Regions from separate parts of the Sus scrofa genome. Here region 2 is linked to region 1. The links are chromatin contacts, called in public HiChIP or PLAC-seq maps. All regions are on one chromosome and are shown on one strand. Each heading gives the region's core, a stretch centred on a gene start, on an enhancer-like site or on the middle of the called end of the contact. The rest is flanking DNA. Distances are from core to core; before and after follow the strand shown. Region 1 has its middle 49 kb from the start of GRAMD2B. Region 2 overlaps LMNB1 (lamin-B1).

The links. HiChIP or PLAC-seq counts read pairs in DNA pulled down with a chosen protein or histone mark.
Region 2: a contact with region 1 is called in an H3K27ac HiChIP or PLAC-seq map of alveolar macrophages. The contact joins two enhancer-like sites.

Annotation. Positions count from the first base shown.
Region 1 is chr2:129,497,682-129,502,952 of Sscrofa11.1, reverse strand. No RefSeq gene overlaps it. Among named protein-coding and RNA genes, the nearest start is that of GRAMD2B, 49 kb to the left of the region's middle. Within about 2 kb of position 2,887, at least 2 of the 83 cell types and tissues checked have an H3K27ac peak or open chromatin away from gene starts, as enhancers often do. A contact at or near this core is called in alveolar macrophages, where this site is marked.
Region 2 is chr2:129,847,290-129,852,560 of Sscrofa11.1, reverse strand. It overlaps LMNB1 (lamin-B1), which reads right to left. Exons shown (of 11, transcript XM_003123882.5): 8 at 4,165-4,269; 9 at 556-675. Among named protein-coding and RNA genes, the nearest start is that of LMNB1, 43 kb to the right of the region's middle. Within about 2 kb of position 2,855, at least 2 of the 83 cell types and tissues checked have an H3K27ac peak or open chromatin away from gene starts, as enhancers often do. A contact at or near this core is called in alveolar macrophages, where this site is marked.

The sequences.
Region 1 (5,271 bases), core at 1,638-4,137:
GAAAAGTTTTACTGCCAGAAAGATTAGAAAGATGATCTTGCTGTTCCAGTAAACCATGGCAGTCTCAGACTTAAGGCAATCTTTCTTTTCATGCATTTGGTCCCTGTCGTATTAGGAAAAGAGACTTGAAAACCCACGTTCTCTGATTTGTAACATTTGTCAATGTCCAGGGTCTAAATACTCCTACCATGGCTGATTTTTAAGCTACCAACGTGATGCCACGGAACATGGCTTTAGGAAGAGGTGCTGACAACCTGCTTTGTGAATCAGTACAAGATGACTCTCTCACAATACAGTAAACATTTAAATGTTCCAACTTTAATGTTTGGTAAATATATGAATTTGGCTCCAGTGTTACGAGATTTAAAAAACTATTTAGGGAGGTCCTGTTGTGGTGCAGCGGAAGTGAATCCTACTAGGAACCATGAGGTTGGGGGTTTGATCCCTGGCTTCGCTCAGTGGGTGAAGGATGTGGTATTGCTGTGAGCTGTGGTGTCAGTCGTAGACTCGACCTTGCTGTGGCTGTGGTATAGGCCGGAAGCTGTAGGTCTGATTGGACCTGTAGCCTGGGAACCTCCATATCCCGAGGGTGTGGCCCTAAAAAGGACAAAAAAAAAAAAAAAGATAAAAAAAATTTAAGTAGCATTATCATTTGATAAATTGCATAACATAGTATATTCTATTTTGTTTGATTTTATATTAATTGTTAATTATTACCAGGGAAATATTTATGAGCATACGCCAGGGCCACAGCAATGCGGGATCGGAGCTGCGTCTGGGACCCACACCACAGCTCACAGCAACACCGGATCCTTAACCCACTGAGCAAGGCCAGGGATCGAACCCACAACCTCATGATTCCTAGTCGTTAACCACTGAGCCACGACAGGAACTCCATGGCAGCATTTTTTTCTTTCCATAACATTTTTAAAATGTACTTTGTTCATAAAACAAAATACTTAAAATGCAAAGAAAAAAATTTAAAAATCAGCTGTAATCCTCAGTTCCCAGAGGTAATCACATCAGATATTTTAACATCATCAAAATTATGCTTTCCTCTAACGAATTGTTTGGCAATCTTGGAAACATACCCAACATGTACTAAACAAATTTTTATTATTTTTAAGAGGACTTGCAATCAAAATGAGGAACAAACAGGCACATCTTCTCAGTTCCCTCCCCACAGTTGGAGCACAAGGGGCCGGAGGCGTTGACATAGAACCAGAAAAGACATGTTCCGAGAACTCCATGAAGCAGATGTGAGGAAGATTTGTTTGGAATAAACGTACCTCTGGCCAAGATGGTTCTGAGATTCGTCTAGAAACTAGATGGTAGATGATGAGATTTTGAAACAAATTGGGACCTAAAGATACTTCAGGATACAGACCCAGAGGGGTTAGACCATCTACCCCAAGTCACACGAAGAATTAGTGGCACATCTGGTGCTGCCTTCCTGACTCTCCCTTCACTCCTGGCCTGGTAACCTGTTCACACCATATAGCTCCATACCATTCCTCCTCCTGTCACTCACAGGACAGTGAAAACATACCACGGACCCCCAGCAACAGCCCAGCCTGTCTCCTATTGTCTTCATACAGAGCAAGAGAGGGCCGTGATCATATAATCTACAGCCTTTCACTCTCCACTGCTATTGAGTAAGGTAACAATTCTTTTTTTTTTTTTTACTCTTAGGCATTAACTTTTTTTTTTTTTTTTGGTCTTTTCCGGGCTGCTCCTGTGGCATATGGAGGTTCCCAAACTAGGAGTCTAATGGGAGATATAGCTGCTGGCCTACACCACAGAGCAACATGGGATCTGAGCCTCATCTACAACCTACACCACAGCTCACGGCAACACCAGATCCTTAACCCACTGAGCGAGGCCAGGGATCGAATCTGCAACCTCATGGTTCCTAGTAGGATTTGTTAACCACTGAGTCAAGATGGCACCTCCTCTTAGGCATTAACTTTTTAGTGTTTTATTGTTAATTATAATATTTTAAAATGTCCTCAGTTCTTGGAGTTCCCCTTCATGGAGTTCAAAGGTCCCTTTCAAAAGTTCCCTTTGCAAAGTTCCCATTGTGACTCAGCAGTAACGAACCTTGACTGGTACCCATGAGGACGCAGGTTTGATCCCTGGCCTCGCTCAGTGGGTTAAGGATCTGGGTGTTACTTGAAGCTGTGGTATAGGTTACAAAGGTGGCTTGGATCTGCCATTGCTGTGGCTGTGGCTGTGGTGCAGGCCAACAGCTACAGCTCTGATTTGACCCCTAGTCTGGAAACTTCCATATGCTGTGGGTGTGCCCTTAAAAAAAAAAAAAAAATCTTCAATTCCTTGAATTTCAGGGATTTTTCACCCCATATTTTGCTACTGGATTCCAGGGCCAGCACATATTTTATTAACAGCCCAGATCCTTTGTGTTTGAATCTTTACAATGCCACTTCGTTTTCTAAACTGTAAAATGGGAATAATAATAGTATTTACCTAATAGGTATATTGGGAAAGGAAATTAGTTAATACTTATAAAGACTGAATATTTGCCTGGCAAATAATGAGAACTCAGTAAGTTGCCATAAATATTACTGCCAACATTTATAATTCTTTTAACCAACATGTATAATAAAATCGTAGGGCCTTTATAAAGTAACTAGTTGTATGTTTTCAAAAATTTAAAAATAGCCTAAGATATAATTTACATAGAGTCTATCTGTTCAAAGTGTATGATTTGGTGGTTTTTCGTTTATTTACCAAGTTACACAACCACCACCACCAGCTAATTTTGGAACATTTTCATCACTCCAGAAAGAAACCTTGTACCCAATGGCAGTTATTTTCCATTCCTCTGACTTCTCTTTTCTCTGCCTGTAGGCAACCACTAATCTGCTGATGCTCTCTCTCTTTATATATGAGACAATTCATTCTCAGCTCTAGAGAGAGGAAGTACCTACTCTGGATACTTCATATAAGTGGGATTATACTATATGTGATCTTTTGTGACTGGCTTCTTTCACTTAGCAGGTTCACAGGTTTCCGCCGTATAGTAGCATGTATCAGTAATTCATTCCATTATATGACCAAATAATATTCCACTGTATGCGTATAATTTTATTTATCCATTCTTGAGGTGATGGATATTTGAATTGTTTCCACATTTGAGCTTTATGAAAAATTCCGCTATGGAAATTTGTGCACAAGTTTTGTGTGAACATGTATTTTCAATTATCTTGGTTATATGCCTAGGGGTGAAATTGCTCTATTTAACTTTTTGAGGAACTACCAAACTGTTTTCCAAAGTGACTGCCCCATTTTACATTCCAGCCAGCAATGGCTGAGAGCTCCAATGTCACCACATGCCTGCCAACATTTATTATTATTATTATTTTTTGGTCATAGGCATTCTTGTGGATGTGAAATGGGGTCTCATATTTTTGATTTGAATCTTCCTAATGACAAATCATGTTGAGCATTTTTTTTCTGTGCTTATTGGCTATTTATCTCTCTTTTTTTTGGAGAAAAATCTATTTAATACTTTGCCCATTGGACTGTCTTTTTATTACTGAGTTGTATCCTTTATATATTCTGAATGTATTCATGTATATAGAATGTATATAGTCTCTTTTCTGATATATAAGTTGCAATACTTTCTCCTAGTCTATAGATTGTCTCTTCATTTCTTTTTTTTTTTTTTTTTTTTTTGTTGTTGTTGTTGTTGTTGTTATTGTTGCTATTTCTTGGGCCGCTCCTGCGGCATATGGAGGTTCCCAGGCTAGGGGTTGAATCGGAGCTGTAGCCACCGGCCTACACCAGAGCCACAGCAACGTGGGATCCGAGCTGCGTCTGCAACCTACACCACAGCTCACGGCAACGCCGGATCGTTAACCCACTGAGCAAGGGCAGGGACCGAACTCGCAACCTCATGGTTCCTAGTCGGATTCGTTAACCACTGCGCCACGACGGGAACTCCATTTCTTGATGATGTCCTTTGAAGCAAAAACGTTTTAATTTTGATAACATCCAATTTATCAGTCTTGTATCACTTGAGCTTTTTGTGTTGTACTTAAGGAATAGTTGCCTAACCCGAGGTTATGAAGACTTACTCCTATGCTTTTTCTAAGAGTTTTATAGTTTTAGCATTTATATTAGTGCAAGATCTTTGAGCCACTTTGAGTTAATCCTTGCCTGTGTTATCAGGTAGGGGTCCAAATTCATTATTTTGTACATAGTCCTAACACTTTTACTCTGTTGCCAAGTTTCCCTGATGGTGTCATTGAAAATGAATTGACCTTGAATTTTAGGGCTTATAACTATTTTATTTTTTATTTGTTTTTGTTTTTTAGGCCTGCATCTGCAGCATATGGAAGTTCCCAGGCTAGGGGTTGAATTGGAGCTGCAGCTGCCAGCCTGTATCACAGCCACAGCAACATTGGATCCTGAATCCACTAGCTGAGGCCAGGAATCGAACCTGCAGCTTCATGGATACCAGTCAGTTCGTAACCCACTAAGCCACAATGGGAACTCCCTATTTCTGACTATTTTCAACAATATAATTAGAAACTTAGTCACAATTGGGTAATGTGATCACTACTGGTCCTTTTGAAGAGATATGTTTTTATCTTTCTCATGCAGTCTATTTAACTTTTAGAGCCAAGATTTTTGGTATTTTCCCTTTATCCTTCTTGGTAATCCTGAAATCATGTTTTGTTTTGTTTTGTTTTTGCTCTTTAGGGCTGCACCTACAGCATATGGAAGTTCCCTGGCTAGGGGTGGAATTAGAGCAACAGCTGCTGGCCTATAGCACAGCCAAAGCAACTGGGGATCCAGGCTGTGTCTGTGACTTACACTATAGCTCATGGCAATGCTGGATCTCCTGACCCACTGAGCGAGGCCAGGGATTGGACCTGCATCCTCATGGATACTAGCTGGCCTCGTTTCCACTGAGCCATAACAGGAACTTCCTGAAATCACATCTTTTAGGTGGTTATTTCACCTGCTTGTAACCGTGGTATAATACAGAACATTAATAAGATGATTCCCTAATAAATCTTCAGGCATTTAGAAGAGCACAAACTAGCATCTCGTAAAGACCAGCAAAGAGAAAGAGATTCATTTACCTCTGCATTTCTACTTATTGCTCATTGCATCTCTTTAATTTAGCGTTCATTTCACAATTTTTTAAAAATAGTGAAGATTAGCAAGACTGGTCTGAATTTACAAAAACTGACTGATGGTACTGTTTGTGGTAGTGTAGTCTTAAAAATTTATTTCACGGTA
Region 2 (5,271 bases), core at 1,606-4,105, 350 kb before region 1:
ACGTGACAGGAGGAGCAGGTTCTTTGCCAAGCACTCTAGGACTGACATATTGAAAACATACACATCAACCAAATGTACATCCCACAGTCTTCAAACTCAAGTTTCACAAGCATCCTGAGTGCTAGTACCAAGGTGAATAATGCAAGCATTTATCAGAGGCCAGACAGTGTGCCAAGCATTTCCCAAGGGCTGTCTCATTGATATTATTCTCATGATATCATTACCTGATTTACAATAATTATCTTATTATTCCTATACCCGTTTTTAAATGATAAAACTAAGAGAGGGGAAGGAACTTACCCGAAGACACAAAGCCACTGGGCAGTGGGGACAGAAACTGGACCCAGGCTGACTCTGGAGCCTACGCTAACAATCAGAACTACAATACACTCTTATTTCATTTCTAAAACCTGAAGTTAACTTTACTTTGATAGACTTAGCAGCCTTGGTCTGATTTAAGCAATCTGTTACTTCACATTTCAATCTGATTTCTGCAGAGAAATCACACTTGCATGGTGAAGAGACACTGTGGTGGACCCAACCAAATGACCGTACCTCTCCCTGAGAATTTTTCAATATAACCTTCACGTCTTCGCCAGTGCCCCAGGAGTTCTGGTTCTTCCAGATGAGGTCGGTGGGAGGACTGGCTGTGACGCCGGCATTGGCAGCCCAGATCTGGAAAAAAGAAAGGACATCAGGTTATTCCGAGCCCAGCTCTCCCATGTGTCAGTAATAGCATCCTGTAAGAGCATCGATTCTAAAAGTTCCTGAATGATGGCCTGGCTTCAGACGTGCTACATTAACTAGCCATGTGTCTAGCATCCACGAGACTTATCTCAGCCTCGGCTCCCCCATCTGATAAGTGAAAATGTTGACACACGGGGCTCTGAAGTGAAGGTGACCAGATTCACATCCTAGTTCACCTACACGTCAGCTTACCCTGAACAAGCTACCTGACTTCCCTTCCAATGGGACAGAAATGGTACTGCTAACACATGGGACTGCTGAGAAGGAAAGGGGATTACGCACATAGAGGGGACGGCTCACTCAATAAATATTGGCTCTCATCATTGTTCTGTCGTTCTATGGGTTTTATGAGCCACCGTCTGGGTTAGAACCTTCTGATCCCCTCCGATGGGATCCCCCAGCTCCCTAGGGCAGGCACTGAGGAGATGACTAACTTCTGTCAAAACTCTGCACCAGACAACCTATCTAGAACACTCTTGTGGGAAGTGGTATGTATCCAACCAGAGACAATATCACAATACCCCAGAGTGTCTGAGACTGAACTCTAAAAAGAATTTAGGAAACAGACAGGTCACCTACCATTTAATGGAAAATATTACTGCTACCAAAATGAACAAAACAAACAAAAAGAAGTATTTCCCTTCTCACAAGCATGGAAATTCTGCCACATTTTCAGTGTATTTATTGGCAGAATAATATTTTGCTAGAATGAAGGAAACCTGAGTCTGAAAACCTGGATTTGAATCATGGACATTACATGACACCTTGACAAACCTCTATGTCCTCATCTGTAGGGACACTTTGCTCTGGTCTTTCTAAGACCACATGAAAACAGATACCAAAGTTTTGCGCCCCGTAAGTTATTTTGCAATATAAAGGGCTATATGATGACAAAAGGAAGACTGCAGATGGGTACAAGCAGGTATTTTGTAAATGGCGAGAAAACCACATCAATTACTGAGTAGAAGAGACCCACTTCCTCTAAAGGTGCTCACTTGTAGCTTCCAGATCTTCCATCCACATTATAAATGGGAAGGGGCAAGAAACATTTACTAGGATAAAACTAAAAGAATTGGATCTGGGCCAACTTTCAGGTGACATGGATTGTTAACCTAATCTCAAGCTATACTTTTCACTAGACCACATGGAATCATACAGTTGGTTTACTTATTTTTCCTTTTTAAGGCCACACCTGCGGCGTATGGAGGTTCCCAGGCTGGGGTCAAATCAGAGCTGCAGCTGCTGGCCTGCAGCACAGCCACAGCCACACCAGATCCAAGCCGCATTTGCAACCTACACCACAGCTTGTGGTAACTCCGGATCCTTAACCAACTGAGCAAGGCCAGGAATCAAACCTGCATCATCACAGGTACTAGCTGGGTTCTTAACCCGCTGAGCCACAATGGGAACTCCTGGAATCATATTGTTGGTTTAGTGTTAATCACATAATGTCAATAACCTTACTGGGTAATTCAGTAGGTCCTAGGGCTGTGTTGTTCAATACGGCAGCCACATGGGCTTGTGAGCATTTGAAAGGTGGTTAGTTCCAACAGAGGTATGATGTAAGGTTAGCTCTAAGTATGAAGACTTGGTTCAAAAACAAAAAGAGTAAAATATCTAACAAAATGTTATACTGATCACATGTTGAAATAATAGTTTATGAGAAAATTTAAAATCACATATGTAGTTTCCTTATTTCTATCCTAGAGTTTTGAATTGATCTTTGCTACCGCCTTGCATTGTACAATTTAACGGAAAGATCACTTATGACTACCATGTTTCAAAGAGCTCCTTAACACATTTAATGCCAGCCACCAAAGGAAAAGAAAATGCATTACAGTATTTTACGTGAAAATTGAGTTCTCCACTAAACCTATAGAATATATATTTAGTCCCTGAGACACTATATCCAGGGGAAAAAGCAGATGATTGGCATAATGGTTTTATACCACTTTAAAGAGAGAGCACACTCAAATCTGAATCTTTGGAATTAAAATGTCAAACTCTTTCCACTACATTATGCAACTTCCATAAGACACGTAATAGGACTGAGCCATTTTCTCTCCTATAATAACTGCTAAAGAGAAGAAAAGACAGTGTGGTTAGGATATCTGTTCCCATTCTTACCCATTATTACAAAATTAGCATCTGATATTTTCACAATGTGGTGGCGAGTTCTACAAATATACTTTAAAAGAGAAGTTCTAACCTGTTAGAGCCTTTAATCTTAAACACTAAGGGAGGTTTCTATCAATCATAAAATTTTAAGACATGTGTTTAATATCCTTTTTTTTTTTTTTTTTTGGCTTTTTAGGGCCGCACCCTCCAATTCAATTAGGGGTTGAATTGGAGCTGCAGCTGCCTGCCTACAACACTACCACAGCAATACTGGATCCCAGCCATGTCTGCGACCTACACCGCAGCTCACGGCAACGCCAGATCCTCAACCCACTGAGGGAGGCCAGGGATCAAACCCGCATTTTCGTGCATACTAGTCAGATTCGTTTCCGCTGCCCCTCAACGGGAACGCCAAACATGTGTTTAATATTCTTAAAGAAGCAGCTATAAAAAGAAAGTCACTTCAGCATTCTTTAGGGAATGAAAACAGTAACCTGTTTAAAATCTGTATCAAAGTTAACATATTTTGTTTGCTACATCTACTTACTGAGTAAAAGTAAAGGAATCTTGTGTTTGCTCAATGAAGAATACTTCTCTAAAGTCAGCTCATGATTATTTAGGAACTATTACAGACGTGGCATTTCAGGACAGCAACGGAGAAAACAGAGTCAGAATGGCACAGGGTTCATCTCTCTCAAAATATCAACACCTCATATATTTGAAAGAAAAACCACGCTATCCTCGCTCGTGTATTAGGTTTAGAGACTGATACTTCGCAATAGTACTTATCACCTAGGAACTTCTGTTCAAAACACAGGTTCCCTGCCCCAACTAAGAGTGAGGAACGGCCTGGTCACCAGAAACACTCTCCAGATGACTGTGCTGCTTACCCCTAACAGGGCTAAAGCACCCCTAGTATTAACAGTTATCTCCTGACAGTTCTTTACGCCAAGCAGAACCTCCTGAACCACAGCAGGGCTACCACTATCAATCAAGAAGTAGCTATTCTGTTTTGTTTTCTGGGGAGCCAACAGGGAAGGAAGAGGAAGCTGCCTTCTATCCACTGAAGCAGACAAAAAGAACTCAAAGGTCAATTCTTTCGCTTTTATTAGTGTATTACCACTCTCAATCACATACAATTTTTAAAATGTTTAATAGCACTTGTAATTCCCTAATAATAACAAAAATGTTTTAAGGCCCATTCCTAAAATGTTTCTATTCAAGCCCAAATGGTTTTAATTACTTTAACTGTTGGTTAAGATAATCAAGTTAAATTAAATGATGACTAAATTAACTTACTGTAACAGTCTGGCCTGCCTTCAGCACATATCTTGAGGTATATTTGTAACTGACTGACGTGTCTCCAATTTTTCTGATCATCTCCCAGCCTCCCATTGGCTGATCCTATTGAAAGAACAAAATAAAATAAGGTGACTTCAAATATATAGAAAGTTAGGAAATAATTGCATAAATCAATCTATAGGCAGATAAACTAAGACAGTTTTATGGCTATCTTTCCATGGCTCATATTTTCCTACTATAAAAAGAAAATAAGCGAGTTCCCCTTGTAGCTGAGGGGCTAACCAATCCGACTGGGAACCATGAGATTGTGGGTTCGATCCCTGGCCTTGCTCAGTAGGTTAAGGATCCGGCATTGCCGTGAGCTGTGGCACAGGTCAGAGACGTGGCTCGGATCTGGCACTGCTGCGGCTGCCGGTGGCTACAGCTCCGATTAGACCCCTAGCCTGGGAACCTCCGTGTGCCGCAGGTACAACCCTAAGGAGGCAAAAAAAGACAAAAAAATAAAAATTTTTTAAAAAGAGAGAGAAAATATGGCTTTGTCATTCAGCAAAACAGGAACTTTGACAACGCTGCAGTTTTAATTATTAAGAAAATTAATTTTAAAGAGGACAAAACCGGAAGGAAAGGGAGGTGAACCAAACGAAATGGTCCTATTCAAAGCTAGATCAGGTGCATATTTTTAATTTACAATACAACCTAGTTTCATAATCATCTTTATAAACATCTAATATTTGATTGCCTTCAGCTTTTAAAATATAGACACCTAAGCTTGGAAAGAGAAGGAAGAAACTGGAAGAAACTATGTCAAACTATGCCCTTCTTCTTATGCACATGTACCACTTCTGCCCGTTATTTAACTCTTACCTTAAAGCCTAAAGGGCTCAAAAAGAGTCAGTGACATAATGAGCCAGTCCCAAGTGCCGGCTATCAACACCAGCCTGCAGGCTGCCCAGAGCTGCCTGACCTCTGAGGAACAGTGCAGGGTATTAAAGAAATTAGCTGCACTTATGTATTTATATCCATTTCTAACTCAAAGACAAGAATAAACAAGGCTGAGAGCCAGCTTCAAAACAGCTGCACACATGGCTGCAATGTCTTTTGAGA